Regions from separate parts of the Neogale vison genome. Here region 2 is linked to region 1. Evidence: chromatin contacts called from public Hi-C data. All regions are on one chromosome and are shown on one strand. Each heading gives the region's core, a stretch centred on a gene start, on an enhancer-like site or on the middle of the called end of the contact. The rest is flanking DNA. Distances are from core to core; before and after follow the strand shown. Region 1 holds the start of SPCS3 (signal peptidase complex subunit 3). Region 2 holds the start of WDR17 (WD repeat-containing protein 17).

What was found. Hi-C and Micro-C count contacts between places; a contact is called where the count stands out from the background.
Region 2: a Hi-C map of muscle shows a contact between it and region 1, with 7 times the contacts expected there. The contact joins the promoter of WDR17 here to the promoter of SPCS3 in region 1. A contact is called at or near these places in 3 of 3 Hi-C or Micro-C datasets (fibroblasts, muscle and tongue).

What each region holds. Positions count from the first base shown.
Region 1 is chr11:204,762,222-204,767,672 of ASM_NN_V1, reverse strand. SPCS3 (signal peptidase complex subunit 3) reads left to right here and starts at 2,162. Exons shown (of 5, transcript XM_044225699.1): 1 at 2,162-2,409; 2 at 4,023-4,096. The coding sequence starts at 2,267.
Region 2 is chr11:204,975,002-204,981,340 of ASM_NN_V1, reverse strand. WDR17 (WD repeat-containing protein 17) reads left to right here and starts at 3,998. Exons shown (of 30, transcript XM_044225704.1): 1 at 3,998-4,070.

The DNA.
Region 1 (5,451 bases), core at 913-3,412:
TCAGGTTGGTGATTTGCTGCGTAAAGACTCACAGGACTTAGAATACAGTCACACCCACAGCCAAGGTTTATTGCAGTAAAAGGATTACAAAGTGAAATCAGTAAAGGGAAAATGTGCACAGGAAGAAGTCTGGAGGAAACCAGGGAAGCATCAAAGTCTTCTCTCCAGCTGGAATCGCAGTGGATGTGCTTAATTCCTAGGAAGCATTAGATTCAGTGCCAAGGGTTTGCACTTGGGAAGGGTTGTATAGACCCTGTCTGCCATTCCAAACTTCCAGAAGGAAAGCAGGTGTTTGGCATAAACCACATTGTTTCAATTAACAGTTTCGGTGCAGGGAGTCACTTTAATCATTTAGGAAAAGTTTTATATCAGTGCAGGGAACTGTTTACTGCCAATTTCCTAGGGCCTGGGGGAGACAGTGAACACCGTACTGTCGTGGGCAAACTCGCTCTTTGCCTTCTTCCTGAGCGCTGAGTGTGAAGGTGGAACTCGCCTTCTGCTGCTTCATCGCCCCTGTCTTCAGAGGCAGATGCCGAAGGGCAAATCTTGCAAGCAGGTACCCTTAAGGATAGAAGTCTCAGACCTGTTATGTTAACCCTTCTACACAGTTCCCTTAACTATTTCCCCCTTTTATTTCCATCCCAGATACAGCTGGCTCTGTTTGCCAGTGCGTATCAGAAACATTTCTAGAATAAGGGTTATTCAGTGCTCGCTTCAGCAGCACATATACTAGAATAAGGGTTATTCAAATGAGTTAAGGAAGGAAATAAACCTCACCAGGCATGGTCTGAATTTTCAGATCTTACTTATCCTAGAGCTTCAGTGGTCTGAATGTATTATAATGGGGTAATTCCCCAAACCAACCTTGAGGCTGATTACTCTGGTGGGACTAGCATGCCCAGGATGTATGTGGGTTCTCCAGTGACCAGATGTTTACCATGGCCATGTACGAGATATAGTTTCAACCATGCATCTCTGAGTGAATTGGAGGAGGCCAGAAAGAGCAAGGATAATTGGGTTCTTCAACTAAGAAAATGCCAAAAGCTTCACTAACATTCTCTCACTTTCCTAGAAGCATAGGGTCTAGGTGATGTGAGCAGAGAAGTTGGACATTAACTGCCTAAACCATTAGAAGAATCCCAGCAAATCTGGATGTCTTTGATTGTCTAGGGAACATGGAAGGGCCCCCTTGATCTTCATTTTCCTTGGGAGAGTGTGGTATAGATCCTCAGGAACCAACGGTCCCTGGTATAATTTCTGATACCCCTCAAGGATGGTCAGTGGACTAGTCTGGCATGTCATGAGGAGCAGGCAGCAGTCACCAAATGAGCTACCTTTTCATGCAGGCAAATAGTCAAGTACAAAGGAGGACCAAAGGCATTGGAGTGAATGGCCAGATTCAAAGTAAGTCTGAGGCAGGAGGGCCCGGGGAATAAACAACCAGAGTGCAAAGCCAAGATGCGAGGCCATCATGTGTTGAAGGCTTGCTAATTTAAAACTTTTCTACATTGTGCTGTTTAGCAATTCCATAGGAATTATCTCCTTTGATCCTAAAAACCCAGTGAAACCATTCTTTCAGTTATTGGAAATGCCCCATTAAATGCAAATATTCAAAATTGGTAGCATCAATTTTAAAATAGGTTTAGTCTGCAGTTGGAAGGCAAAGCATTAGTAGGAACTGGACTAAGGCTGGACGTGGAAAGTAAAGGAAAGGCAAATTGCTTTTGGGGACCTGGGAGGCCTTTCTCCCTGCCCCATACCCTCCAAAAAACTGTTCCAACTTTGACCAGATTTGACAAAGGGGAAGAGTTTTGTGAAGTGCCGCTTCCATATGCGACGCCTCAGAATACATTCCAAACTACCTGGCCTTGCTGCCGGATTTAAGTGCAAATTAATAAGACAGTAGCGCTGAAGAAGCCTCGGGGCTGACCACCATGCTGAAGCACCAAGAAACGGGGGTAGGCGAGATAGGGGGCCGGGAGGAGAGGAAGCGCGGGCAGGGGGCGGGCCTTCCGCGGAGAAACCCCACCCCTCCCTGCTCGTCGCTGATTGGTGGCGGCGATAGGCCGGGAGGGTGGGTGTGTCTGGGGAGGCGGGTGCGCGCGCGCTCGCCGGCGTTGGAGGACCGGAAAGGAGGCGGGGCCGCGGCGGCGCGCGCTCCCGGGACGCGCGCGGCGCAGGCGGCGCGGATCGCAGGGAGCCGGTCCGGGGCCGAAGCGGGGTCCCTGGTGTGCGTGCGGAACGGGGCTCCCGGGAGACGGTCGCGATGAACACGGTGCTGTCGCGGGCGAACTCGCTGTTCGCCTTCTCGCTGAGCGTGATGGCGGCGCTCACCTTCGGCTGCTTCATCACCACTGCCTTCAAAGACAGGAGCGTCCCGGTGCGGCTGCACGTCTCGCGGATCATGCTGTGAGTGCGGCGGAGGCCCGGCCGGCGGGGCGGGGCGCCTGGACCGGGCCGGGGTGGGCGCCGAGGCCGGGCCGCCGCGGGCAGGGCGTCCGCGCCGCCCCGGGGGACCCCCTCCCCCCGCCCCGCCGCTCCTCAGCGGCCGGCGCCCCCGAGGACGGACGCCCCGGTGGACGTCGCGGGCTTCTCGGCTTCCCCTCGAACTCCCACCCCTCCGCCGCGAATTCCCGGGCTTGCTCTTAAATTGTAATTTTGAGTGTTCCTCAGGCCGGTGCCTCCGCTTCCTTCCTGTTCCTCACTTCCCCCGCCCCCGCCCGGCCAATGAGGGAGCACCACAACAGCAGAGCCGCGCCGCCGCCCGCCCGCCGGCTCCCGGGCCGGCTCCCCGGCTCCGCGCTGCCCCGGCTCCGCGCTGCCCCGGCTCCCCGCGCCCCGCCGGCCGCCGCGCCTCGGCGCTGCCCTCTCAGACCGGACTCGGCCCCGCGTGCGGGTCTTCCGCGGTTCTCGCCCGGCCGCCTTCGCGGGGGTGTGGGGGGCTGCCTCCCTCGGGGGCTCTGCCTTCTTCGTCGGGGGGGGGAGGCTGCCTCCTCCGGGGCGGCGCGGACTCGCAGCCGCTTGGAAGTTGGCGGGAGAGGGTGCGATGCGCGGGGAGCCTCCGACAGCCCCGCTCTCGCGGCCGGCGCCGCGGCCGGTTTCAGAGTCAGCGGGGCAGAAGACGGCTGCGAAAATGCCCCAAATGGGATTTCAGAATGACGCTGTCATTTCCATATGCCGGTTTTATGTTGCCTCGATAATTTGTGTTCGCCGGCACGTTTTTTGATACGTAGGTGGGTTTTTTTTTTTTCCTTTTTCTTTTCTTTCTCCCCCCCCCCACCCCGGTTCTCACATCTTCTCTGTTCCATCTCGCATCAGGTTCACTCGTTCTTCAGCGTAGTTTCCTAGAGTTCTTGGTCGGGGTCTCCGACAAGCCAGCCGTCGAAGAGCTCCTCTGTTGTGAAATGCCGCCTGCAGATGCCACCCCCCGCCCAACACACCTTTCCTCTCCTGCTGCCTGCTGGCTACTGGGTTTTAGATTCAAGTAGACGCCGGCACTTTTTGCTGTTGTTAATCTTGAGCAAGTTTCTTATCGTCCTGGGCCTTAATTTCCTTTTAAGAATAGAAACAATACCCAAGGCGTAGGCTTGTTGTGAGGATTATTTGAGATAATTACGAAACATTCACCGTTGGCCCTCCCAGACACACAGGAAGCACTCAGTAAATACAGCAGCACTTACCATCTCGTCCTAATTTTCCCGCACCACCTGTAGTCCTCTGTGACCTTCGCCGCCACCAGACTCACTGACAGCAGGCGTTCACACTCCCTTGCAGCAGTTTTCACACTCTGCCGCCCATTTTGCTGGGGATTCGCTTTTAAGGTTTATGCTGTAGCTACAGACCTAAATTTTATACAGGATTAAAAGTTTTATCCTCTTTTCCCACTTGTAAGTTTCTCTGATGTTTTACTTATTGCCATTCCACCTGTGCCTCCAAGCTCCTGTCTTTGACTGTAAGGAACTGTGTGCATTGTATGTGCTGTTATGTTTGAAGAATGGTAAAACTTTTGTCTTTATTTTTAGAAAAAATGTAGAAGACTTCACTGGACCTAGAGAAAGAAGTGATCTGGGATTCATTACATTTGATATAACTGCTGATATCCTTTAAGAAAATATTTTATTGCCTTCTCTGTACTGGTATAATGATATACGTGTTTAGTGATTTTGGGGGAGGTACAGTAGTCTCACTATCCCTTGAATCAATCAGACTTTAGAAGTTTCTATAGGTATATTTCCATTAGTAAAATAGTTTTAATATCTCCTCATTCACACTTGAGAAAATTTATTTATGGATTCTTCAGTTATTATTTTGTGAACAGATTTTAAAACTTTTCACAGAAACGTTAAACAGATTGAAAGCGTGAAGAGAGTTTGAATATTTCAGAAAGAAAAAAATAGAATCAGGTCAATTGGATTATAGAAAGAGAACTGTTAGCAGTGCTCAGCCTTCCTAGATTGATTTATGTACAATCCCAAGTAATATATCCATATTTCATGATGGCAGAGAGAAACATATGTTAAAAAAGTTAATTGTCATCTGTTAAGGTTTAGAAGTTCATTATCAGTATGATTATTTGCAAACCATATTAGAATTTTGCCGTTATGGTTTTTTTAATAAGTACTTTTATAATGAGAGTCAAGAGAAATCTTAACGTTTATCAGAGTTACTTTAAAATGGGAATGATTTAATCTTTTTCTTTTGAATTTCCACCATTTGATAACTGTCCATTTTGGCCAATTTAATCTTTTATGGTCTTAGATTAATATGTTGGCAGCATTGTTCTCTGCCATGTCGTCTGATCACACCTACTTTTTTAAGACCTCAGGATTAAAATTGGCTAAGGTGATTGCACTGTCCGGACTTCTGTAAAGCCACTGTCTCCAACAGTGGGAGCAGATGACGAACCCGGGGAGTTTACCTGATAGGGCTCTTGACTGCCATGGAATTACTTTAACTTGATTTTTTAGAAATAAAGTGTTGGGTTTAGAAGTAGACTAGAAATTAGTTCTCTAGGTACTTTGTGAGGAGATAGTGTAACTGTCCGAAGAGGCCTATGGGAAACTTGGTATATCTGCTTTTAAGTTTTTGTGTCATTTTAAAACAGTCTGGTAAGAGGGAGTTTGGATCTCTTCCGTAAAGTAACTTTATCTGGAGAATTACAGTGAAATTTCCTGACATCTCAATTATTGTACTTAAATATTCTCAATCTCATCATTTGTAGTTTTTCCTAATGCTGCTTCTAAAACTTGAAATTGGGCCTGTTTTTATAAAGAGCTATTCTTAGACTTCAATTCTAAAAGCAGAGTATAATGACCATGTTGCTGTCAGTATGTATAAAGGCGTGTAATAAAATGACTTAGCCATTTACATATGATACTTAATAGAATCCAGACACTTAATTCATTTCATTTTGCAGTAACACCGGTCTTGTAATTAATCATTGTGAATATT
Region 2 (6,339 bases), core at 2,749-5,248, 210 kb before region 1:
GAAATGTTCATTTCATATATGTTATATATATTTTATATATGTTATATATATGCATATATACACACATTAATAGCAAAATTATAGAAGTATATTTTTTAAAAGCCATTTCAAGTTTTAAAAGTATGTTTGCATATAGTAAGCTTTTAAGTATTCAGTTCTCTACATTGTTAATATACAGTTGGATCAGCTTTTTTTTGTCATGCTTGTTTCTGTTCTCTTACCATTTTTACATTAAAACTGGTGTGAGGGGCTCAGTCAGTTAAGTGTCTGACTCTTGATTTTGGTTCAGGTCATGATCTGAGGATTGTAGACTGAGCCCCACATCGGGCTCTACGTTCAGAATGGATTGTGTTTGAGATTCTCTCTCTCCCTCTCCTTCTGCCCCTCCCCCTGTGCTCTCTCTCTCTAATCATCTTTTTTAAAAATAAAAAAAAAAAAATATGGGACGCCTGGGTGGCTCAGTTGGTTGGACGACTGCCTTCGGCTCGGGTCGTGATCCTGGAGTCCCGGGATCGAGTCCCACATCGGGCTCCCAGCTCCATGGGGAGTCTGCTTCGCTCTCTGACCTTCTCCTCGCTCATGCTCTCTCTCACTGTCTCTCTCTCTCAAATGAATAAATAAAATCTTTAAAAAAAAAATAAAAAAATAAAAATAAAAAAAAAATAGCGTGAAAGGGCTTTTTATTAAAAAGTGAATCTAAAGCATTTTGGCTTACTTTTCTAAAAATTTAAGTGTATAAAGTCTTTCCTGTTGGTTTTTTATTTAGAATATCCATTAAAGGGGCACCAGGGTGGCTCAGTTGTTGAGCGTCTGCCTTTGGCTCAGGTCATGATCCCAGTGTCCTGGGATCAGGCCCCACATCAGGCTCTCTGGTTAGGAGGCTGCTTCTCCCTCTCCAGCTCCCTCTGCTTGTGCTCCCTCTCTTGCTGTCTCTGTCCTAAATAAATAAAATCTTAAAAAAAAAAAAAGAACACCCACTCAAAAGACACTTGCCACATTAAATAGCACTGACTACCTTTTCAAAGCCACTGCCCTCAAAGACCACACCTCACCTTGAAAATGAATTGACCAGACTTATTAGATTCCCCTAATTATTGTGCTTTAAATTTCATCCTGAAGAACTCTGTATACTCTAAGTGTTAAATGAACTAAGGATTGCCCTGAAACTACCAGTCAGCCAGAGTGACTGACAACTTTTTTCACTGTGTGATGAGAACATCACATTAAATATTTGTTGAATAAAGAATGAAAATCAGAGTAAAGAGATCTTTCCCTTAGGAATTACGTTATATTGTTTCTCTGGGTTCTTGATCTAACTATATTTGTGATTGTTTAAAGTACCCTTTTATTTTATCTATTTTTTAGAAGATTTTTATTTATTTGTGACAGAGGAAGTGAGACACAGAGCAGGAACAGGTAGAGGGACAGAGGGAGAAGCAGACTCCCTGCTGAGCAGGGAGCCTACAGAGGGGCTTGATCCCAGGACTCTGGGATCCTGACCTGAGCAAAAGGCAGATGCTTAACAGACTGAGCCACCCAGGAGCCCCTGAATTTCCCTTTTAAAACCAATGAACCAGGTCACATAAAAGGGAGAAGCGAACTCAGCTGGGAATCGGGGCTCATGACCTCAGTTCTGCTACTAACATAGCTGTCTGGGCTTGACAACTTCTATGGCTTTCCAGGCCTCAGCACCTTCATCTTTAAACTGTGAATTCATAACCAGATACTTTTTAATGTTCCATTTACTTTCATGATTCCTAACTGGAGGGCTGGAGCAATTTTGAATAAATGAGATGTAAAAGACTTTTCTATCCAACTAAAGGGCCAAGCTAGACATTTTGTCTTGACAAGTCTTTCTCTTCATGTGTATTACCGACTATTTAGCACTGCGCCTGGCAAATATCAGTGGTAAATGAAAATGTTAGTCTATTCTCCCCAAAATGTTCCCTAAAATTTCTCTCTTCCTCATTCTTATTTTTGTTGTCTTAATTCAGGCCATTAGCATCTTTTTCATGAACGACTGCATTTTCTCCTAATCCACCATGCTTTTCATTTCTCTGTACCCCTTTTACCTCCAACATTTCCAGGATATCCTTCCTCAAGCCCTGATTTTAGGGGTTAAAGTCTAACCTAAACAGGAAGTCCAATATCTTCCTCAATCTAGTTTTCTTATTTTTCCAGTTTAATCTTTTTACCAACTTCTTTCTTCCCTCTTATCTTTAGACACGCAGTCTCCCCTCCTCCAGACAAGGCAAAGAAGTTGCCTTGTTAAATGGGTCATGTGTTTCCCCCATTTTGTGCTTTGGGCCATACTGTCTCTGCTCCACATGTCTGCTCCCCTTCTCCTTCAAGTGAAACCTATTTATTTATTCGTTCCTGTTCAAAATATCACTCTTGTTTTAAGATTTTATTTACTTACTTGAGAGAGAGAGAGAGAGAGAGAGAGAGCAAGCATGAACAAGGAAGAGAGGGAGAAGGAGAAGCAGGCATCCTCAAACATCACTCTTATTGAAAGTTTCTCTGAATACACTGGGAGAAAATTTCTCCCTCCCTCACCTGGAATCCTCTCATAGGACTTTTACACAACTGTATTTCAGAACCTACCTTGACTTATACTTAGTTGCTGCCCTCTCTACTTTCACTGTTATGTCATGTGCTAATTTATTTATCCATCCATCCATCCACTCATCAGTTATTAAAGATCTGCTACTCACCAAGCACGTTGTTAGAATGCAGGCGTGAGGGGCACTTGGGTGGCTCAGTGGGTTAAGCTTCTGCCTTCAGCTCTGGTCATGATCTCAGGGTCCTGGAATGGAGCCCAGCATTGGGCTCTCTGCTTGGTGGGGAGCCTGCTTCCTCCTTTCTATCTGCCGGCTGCTCTGCGTACTTCTGATCTCTGTCAAATAAATAGGATTAAAAAAAAAAAAGAATGTAGGCATGAGCTGTGAGAATGGATTCCAGTTTTCAAGCAAGTGTACTATGTGGAGAGGCAACTTTTAAGTAAATTTTAATTTGCAAAATAGAATATTAAGTGCTGTGGTAGGGTATGGTCTGCAGAGGATACTCTGGAAAAAAAGAGGAGAAAAATCTTATGGCACAGGTGGGTAGGGATTATGCCCAGAGAATTTCCCTGGCCGGAGGAATTAATTTATCAACAATCCAGAGTCTAACCTAGCATTAAAGCTCAATGAATGTTCTTAAATACACTTTGTCCCGGAATGCATGAAGGCTTGTTGTCGCCAGTGTTTTGATAAGGGCTGTGAGCAGTGAAGACACTTCAGAGATTTGAAGAAATTATGAATACAGTACCCAGCATTTCCACCGCACCAGATTTCCACAAGGAAAATGTTCTGCACACACTGAAGGCAGGTATATTAACTGCATATAACTCCACTAATAAAGACAAATGGTTGCCTCCAAGGGGTCTCCCAGCGAGCTGAGCCCATTCAGACCACTATGAAGCGCGAGAGCATCAGCCCCGGGCACTCATAGCGGTTCAGGGGATGACAGCCACAGAGCGGGGCAGCCTGGCCTCCGCCGAGGCTCGCCGCCCTCTGCGCGCCGCTCCAGGAGACGCCCTGAGTTACTGCGGACTTGACTCCCTCTCCTGCGAAGTGCAGACGCAGGATGTGGCAACTGTCCGGTTGCGAGAGCGCTGGTGGCTCGCCGCTTTCCTTCACTTTGGGCCTCCCGTAAACTCCGCAGCAGCCCCGCCCAATGCCCGGGAACCGCGTCCTCCGCGCAGACTCCCCGTTGCCAGGTAACCAAGCTCCCGCACACACCGTCTCCGCGGGTCGGGAGTCGCCACCGCCTCCCAGCCGGGCGCTCCAATCAGGGACCGGCGTGTCTGTCACGTGCCCCGCGGGGGCGGGCCCAGGAGAGCCGGGCGCTCGGTCCCGCGCGAGGAGTCGCCTCCCCGCCCCACGGAACCCGCGGTCCCGCCGCCCCGCCCCCGGAGCCCGAGGCACGCCGCGGGGGAGGCTGGGGAGCGCTCGGGCGGTGCTCGCGCCGCCGCCGCGCCCGCTTCAGCACCTCCCGCTGTTCGCAGCTGCGGTCGCCGCCTTCTCCAGGTAAGGGGCCCGCGGGGCGCCGGGGGAAAGGGGGGCTGGCGCAGGCGTGAAGAGGGGTCTTGGAGGCGGCGTGGCGTCGCGGGAGCGGGCGTGTCACCGCGCCCGTGAGGATAGCAGAGCCGCGTGCTGCACGCCCTCCCGGGCTTTGCGCACGACAGCTTGATGCGTGACTCCCCGGAGTTTTAGGGTCACGCACCTGATGATCACGAGGCACAAGCAGCAGCCAGCGTGTGTCTGGACACCTGAGCTGCCCCTGCGGTATGAACTGATCATTATTCTGATTTTTAAGGTTATTAAGTATATGCATGTCCGGAGTCTGGACTGTATGCCCGCCGGGCACCTGTGTGTAGATTTCCCACCCTCTGGGAGATGGTCTTACTAGGTTGTACCAAGAAGGCTTTGAGTGAGACGGAAGTGTGTACCGGAAAAGGACAGTATTGAATGTGAGAGGCATAGTGTTTGGTAAATCATAAAAAATACAGTCTTTCCTGTTTTTCCACACCCTCCCAGATTTTTGCCTGCAAATATTAAAAGGAGCCAAATTTAAGATGACTTTTACTCTTTTAAAAGCAATGGATGTGAATGAGATGTAGTGATCACTTTGTGTACCACTTGTGTTTGTAACTTCTCCTGGCTGATTGATTGATTGCAGTCTGGAACGAGGGCTTGAAGAGAGAGTGACCGTTTCTGAATCTTGCACTGACCATTTCAGGAACACCCCTGAGAGGAACGCGTTTTCCCTCCCAGTTTTTATAACCAAAGTTAGAAGTCCTTCTTGAATAGTTTAAGTAACCTCAGGTTACTTAAAAAACCTTTAGGTTTTCTCTACAGAGTAAATTCTGTAGAGAATTTAAATTTAAAGTTTAAAATTCGGGGAATTTATAAAATTCTTTTTAGGTATCCCTGTCTCTCTCTCACAGATGTGTCTCCAGGAATGGTCTCATCAATAGTGAGAGAATAATCTCCCCGTGATTATAATACAACACAACAGGTTTGGGATATTCTCACTACCCTGCTTGGGGGGAGCTGATGCTGGGCTTATGGTGATTACAACCACTATGGAAAAAGCACTTTTTTTTTTTTTTAAAGATTTTATTTATTTGACAGAGAGAGATCACAAGCAGATGGAGAGGCAGGCAGAGAGGGAGATAGAGGGAAGCAGGCTCCCTGGACTCGATCCCAGAACCCCGAGATCATGACCTGAGGCGAAGGCAGCGGCTTAACTCACTGAGCCACCCAGGCACCCAAAAAAGCACTTTTTAAATGTCCTTTTGAGATTCTGTCTCACTGGCTTAAGTATGCAAGAAAATGGGCATAGTTATGTCTTATCTGTGTGAAGGCAGGAATCTGAGCCAAGTGGTCTGACAGTCTTTACTGTTCTGTGATCTAAAATTAAAGTAGAAATTAAGTGACTATGAAAAATTGTAGTTAACTCAAAATTTTGGGAAATAGTAAATACTTTACTGTATTGTTTAGAGTTTGATGGCACAAATGCTAGTTTTAAGTCATTGCATTAAGAGCTCTTGAGATGTCTTCTCAACTGGAATAAACCAATGGTCTGTTTCAAAGGGCACACGAGGAAAGAAAAATCCTTTTTCATTCATTCATTCATTCGTACCCTCTGAACAGCCCAAAATATAATGGGCACTGTATTTATTTCTTATATGCAACATAAAAAACATGTATTTTAAGTGAGCTCCGTTAACTTTATACTAAAATGGCTCTTTGAATGTTATTATATTGATTTGATTTTTTCCTCCTGTGCTAGTATTTATAAAAATATGTAAAGAACTGTGGGTATCTGTGGAGAAAAAAAATCAAGTATATTTACTCAAAAGTTTAAAAGTTCTTCATTTGTTATTACTAAATATTGGTGTGCTAAAATTTTTTATTATTCATTCATTACATAATAATTCCATATATTAGAAAGCCACAAATTAATTTAGCTTAGGAAAAAAATGTTGTTAAATCCCCTGCTCCCAGTAGAGGGACTATGAAGGCTGGAATGTTTTTGTTATTTTCTCTAGCCTCTACCTCTAGCCCTCAGCTTGGGCACAGAGGAGCCAGTGGTGGTTTTTAAATCACTCAGAGACAATTAGGAATAGTTGTATTTTTCTTTGTTTTACCCTGGTCGTTAATTGAAGTCCAACATAAGTGATTAGGTTATCACGATCAATAAAATTTGTTCAAATTCTCCAGACTACCTACTTTTTTTGCCTAACCTCTGAAATGAAGACCAAAATGAAATTCAAGCAGTTTTGAAGGATTC